2 separate regions of the Capsicum annuum genome follow, and region 2 is linked to region 1. Evidence: chromatin contacts called from public Hi-C data. All regions are on one chromosome and are shown on one strand. Each heading gives the region's core, a stretch centred on a gene start, on an enhancer-like site or on the middle of the called end of the contact. The rest is flanking DNA. Distances are from core to core; before and after follow the strand shown.

Region 1 (2,700 bases), core at 171-2,670:
TGTGTTATATTATATTCCCTCTATCTCTATTTTGTGACACGGTTAAAAAATTGAGAGTCAAACTTTTAAATTTTGACAGTGAATTTGAATATAAAATCTTTATGTCTTTTGAAATAAAATTTATTTGAAAACCAGATAAAAGTATTATAACCCGGATAATTAATAATTTAAAAGATTTAAAAGGTATATCAAAAGATTGTTATTAAAATAAAATAAGAAAACCGTTGATTCTCAAAATTCAAAAGATACCACATAAATAATTAAGATAGAGAGTGTATCATATATTCTTTATAACAACATCTCGCTTAGCAACCAAAAAATATCGGGATATACGATGTAGTTATAAAAGGTTTGATTATAATTAATTATTACTAGCTTCCTCCATTTCCTTTTACTTGTCATGTTTTGTTTTTTAAGAGTCAAATTACATGGACTTTGACCAATTTAAGATGTCTTTCTCATCATATTCATATGAGAAGGATTGAGTTCGGGTTCTTACGAAAACAACCTCTCTACCTACACGAAGTAGAGGTAAGGATTTGCACAGTCTACCCTACCCAGACACCACTTGAGGGATTTCTCTGTGTATATTGTTATTGATATGAGAAGGATTGCAGTTTATAGTATTTTTTTCATATTTTTTTGAAATATCCAAATTATAAATTTAAAATAGTTAATTAATTTAATTCAATTAACTATGAAGGTTAGTCAAATTAACTCTCATGAAGGGCAATATGACAATTGAAAATGAGTAACTGAGCTACATATACGTAGAATCCTTATGAAGCTTCCCACGTTTCAGTGAGAACTTATTTTCCACAGTATATTTTTCCAGTAAGCTTATTTGATAGAAGATGAATTAAAAAAAATCATATTTAATTTACACAAACTTCCTGATATTAATTCCTAATACAAAAAGCCTTTATTTCAAGTGGTGATCCATCTACCCATGGATGATATCATTTTATTTTATTATACCTCTAAGCTTGAAGACAGCATCTTTGATAACTCTCTCGCACCCACTACAACACATCCTTACTTTGAGTTCCACAGTCTGTATGTACAAACAAAAAAAAGTTTTTAAGGATGCATAAATTAAACTTGTATTGGAAGGAAATTAATTAAAGAAAACTAGTAATCGAGTTAAAACCTGTAAAGAAATTGGACGGGACTTAGTCATTTTGTGTTTGTTGGTTCCTTGGTGATGAGTTTGATCATGAGGTTGATGATAGTGAAAATAACTAGTGATGGCAGATACAAAAGAGCCAAATAATTTCTCTAGTAAGTTAACCATTTGTGAATAGGTTCCTTTCCTATATGTATGTAGGTTGAATATTTCTAGGTAGCAATTACAACACTTATATAAAGAGAAGGGGGAGGAAGAAATATAATAATGTAGTTTTTAGAAAGCTTTATCCCCATTTATGAAATATTCCTCCAACCCGAGGCATCTTTTTCTTAAGTTCCAATCTCATGGCAAATAGATTCTAGTAAACCAACAAATTGAACTCCTAGTTTGTAATTTAAATATTTCGAATTAATTATTGCCTTCACTTTCTTAGTCATGCATAAATACATTATCTAATTTCTTTCTTTTATAAAGAATAAAAAATAAAATAGCAAAAGTATTCCTTTAGGAAGGAATAATGGTATCGGTCTAATCAAACTCAGAACTCTCTAACGTCATTTCACTATAACAGACATGTTTTTGATAGAATGGAGTCTTTGTACTTCGGGTGAGCATTGCGTAAACCACACAGCGTATGTAAACCGTACTAGCCACGCAAACCCTATGCGACAGGATCGACTCAAAAGGCGTTTGTGTGTGGGGGATCAAACTCGGGTCATCCGTGTGAATAACCGCCCTCCAAACCAACTGAACCGTCCCGAAGAACGTATTGTGTTATATTATATGTTGTCTATAATAAAATTATGCTATTAATAGCTAGGGGGTTGTGAGAGATAAAAGTTAGGTTGAAAGTTTCGTTGTCTTGTTATCCGTCCTTATTAGTATCTCTCCGGTAGTTCCTTGACCTTCCATTTTGTCATATTTTTTGTTACTTGTACTTCATCTATCATATTATTTTTGTTGTAGTTAATGTTCTATTACTATGTTATTTCTTGTACTTTTGTTGCTTCTTTATTTTGCAAAAGGTCTATCAAAAACAACTTCTATATCTCTAAGATAGGGATAAGATTTGCATACACTCTATACTTATTGGATCTCATTTTATGAGATTATATACTGAATATGTTATTCTTGTTATGATTAAGAAAATATCGGGAAATAAACTATATTGTTATAGAGATGTTTAATTGCATGTAGTGATGAAATCCAATAAATTAATTAAGGTGGATGAAAACGTGAAGAGTGGATGAAGCCTATATGGCTAGGCTTGGTGCTAAGAGACTGAGAGTACTAAAATAATTAAAGGAGATGAGGGAATATAAGGGGTGTTGTGGGAGATGGATGGGCTTAAACAAACACAAATTGACATGTTTTGATGCAAAGCATAATCAAATATTCTCTAAATATCTCCTTTCTTTTATATATATATATATATATATATCATCAGACATGTTTAGAAGTTAAAAATATTCTCTAAATAACTCCTTTCTTAGGGGGTGGAGAAAGGAACTCACTGTCACCATCTTCTTTTAATTAAATGTAGTCACCAAACATAAAACTGTATAGCTCAC
Region 2 (2,700 bases), core at 172-2,671, 110 kb before region 1:
TAATTAGCAGTATGACTATATTTGTTGTAAACTAATTACTTTATTGTATATATTTGAAATTATCATTTTTTTGCCGTCCTTATTCTCTCAGATTGAAACAAAAAATAGTACTGCATCCGGTTCATTTTAAATGTCATTCAAGATATTGGTGAACTCAACCATAAGTTTATCACACGGGGCTGGTCTAGTGCAGTTTACATCTCCTCTGTGAGTTGCGACTTGCGAGCTATTGCGAGTGAACAGTTTACCATAAAGTGCTCACTCAAAGGACAAAGATTATAAATTTCCTTGGGGGATTCCAAAATGAGTAATAATTATTGAAAGGTTTTTTAGAAAATTGTATGGATCATTTATTCGAGCCGGGGAGATTCGGAAAAGATAGCTAATGTCTTCTTGGTTTTGTAAGGTGATATTTATTTTTGAATTAAACCTAAACAACATTACAAATGGACTAGAGGCAATATAAGTCAGCTATCATGTGCAATTACAGTTTTGAAAAATTGTAAATGTATTTTGAGCTTTGTACCAAATACATAGTACACATGCACGTTAATACAATTCTTCGCACGTATTTAGATTATGCAATATGCATTAATAAAACTGATATTTGCTTGATGCAATTGATATCTGGTTGGTAGATATTTATTACCTGAATACAACTCTTTTATTATAACAGTTGATACTAACTGCCTGACATATCTCTTCCGCCTAATTCAACAATTATAGATATATTTTGTAATTATGCTTCAAACTATTTTTTCTTTTTAAATGATTTAGTAAAGCCTGCAGATTAAACCAACTACTAAGTCTGGGTATGATGAGTAAAATCTTAGGACTTCAGTATAAAAAAGATTTGATTCAAAGATTCACGCAGTTTGCTTTCAAAAAAAGCACGCATAATTAATAATTAGAAGCATTAATTGGAGTATATTTCACATTTAATTAATGACAATCCATCTTCTTTATTCTGTTGCTACCTAAATTAAATTATTAAATTTCTGCTAATATTAGCTTGGAGTACTTATCTAAATTTTCTCTCCCTTTTGCACTTTCATTTTTTTAAAAGCATAACGAGGATATGAAGAACCGAAAATGTAAGACATTAAAATCCACAAGAAAAAAAAATATGAAAGAACGTGGTGGGATAAATAAGATCCCTCATTCTTAGTCAGAAATTTTGAATTCGTGCTAACTGCAGGTAGGAAGAGCTTTCCCTCAAATGGATTCTACGAAATGCTAATTTAAAATAGTTGGATCAGTAAATTTCGAACACTAGACGATTATTGGAAAAAAAAAAAAAAACAAGAAGCTTGATTTTATTGCATAAACCATCAACCTAATTTTTGTGTCCATTAATTTGGTGACATTGACAATACTTTGATAAGTCCCTAACCCAATGGCCAGCATGATTAGTCTGGTATTTGAAAACGATAATTAACAAAAACAACCAGGTTGATCGAAGGGGATTTTAAAGTAGGACCATGGAACTTATTCAATCCATTTTTTTGGTTAATTATTTCCATTTTTTTTTTATTTTTTTTTTTGAGATTTTAAGATTATGGTAACAAAATTGATAAAGCATTTCTAGGCAACTCTCAAACTTTAAAGAATCCCAACTAATAATTTGTATGCCATATCCATGGAAATTGTATGTTGTATGTCTATTACCGTATGTAAGAACAAAGACTTGGCACACACGTATGATATACATAATACATTTTAGATGTTGGATTCTCTGTATATACACATACACTTCACATATATTCTATATTACCCTTAACATACAATTGGTCAATGTTGTCCACATACATGCATTGGAATCACGGTTACACATATGGCTGATGTATTCACATACATATACAAATATGCAACTTTTACTTTGAAAATAGATAGATACTTATATAGTTGGCCATACATACAAGTTTCTACTTTAGTTACTCACATATACATACTCATACAATTATAATCGGGGTATTGTATCGCCGCGATTTCACTTTGTGCTGGATTGCACGCGGATTTAAAGTACTTTGTTATATTTTAAACGAAAAAGGACTTAAAATATCCTTCATCTATTAGAAATGATGCAAAAATATCTTTCATCTACCTTTCGGCTCTACATTGCCCTTCTCATCCACCTTTGGGCTCCAAAATGTCCGTCACATCTTTCTTTGGGCTTTAAAATACCCTCCTCATCTAACTTTGAGTTCCAAAATATCTTTTATTTATCATTTTTATTAAATAAATAAATAATTATTGCATTAATGAAGTGACACATTTCCATTGGTCCCCGTTTTGTTATTTAAAAAATTCTAACCCGCAGCACCTACCTCATCTATAACCGGCGATCAATACTAATATATTACTAATATTTTAGTACTTTTAAATGTGAAATCATACCAAAATGTGCATCTTTCTTTTATGAATGAATATATGTGTCCGGTACTCTTTCTAAGAATTATACCATAAGTTACTTTCTTCCTTTAGAGTTTGTGAAATCAAGCCAAAATTTAAATTATCTTGTACTGTTTTATTCGTGGAAGGTGAAATGAGATTTGCTGAACTTTATGATCAAATACCATGACAAATTACTTTGATACATTTGGATGCAAATTAATAATAACACGACTACTTCTATTATAATAGCGTTCACAACACATTTCAGGAGGTGTTGTGAAAATACTGAAGACAGACAGAATCATC

Evidence for each region. Hi-C and Micro-C count contacts between places; a contact is called where the count stands out from the background.
Region 2: a Hi-C map of leaf shows a contact between it and region 1, with 2.5 times the contacts expected there. The contact joins the enhancer-like site here to the promoter of LOC107853439 in region 1. A contact is called at or near these places in 2 of 5 Hi-C or Micro-C datasets (bud and leaf).

Annotation. Positions count from the first base shown.
Region 1 is chr1:22,038,204-22,040,903 of UCD10Xv1.1, reverse strand. It overlaps LOC107853439 (heavy metal-associated isoprenylated plant protein 30), which reads right to left and starts at 1,420. Exons shown (of 3, transcript XM_016698430.2): 1 at 1,151-1,420; 2 at 979-1,054. The coding sequence starts at 1,294.
Region 2 is chr1:22,150,917-22,153,616 of UCD10Xv1.1, reverse strand. No RefSeq gene overlaps it. Among protein-coding and RNA genes, the nearest start is that of LOC107870041, 11 kb to the left of the region's middle. Within about 2 kb of position 1,421, at least 3 of the 5 cell types and tissues checked have an H3K27ac peak or open chromatin away from gene starts, as enhancers often do. A contact at or near this core is called in bud and leaf, where this site is marked.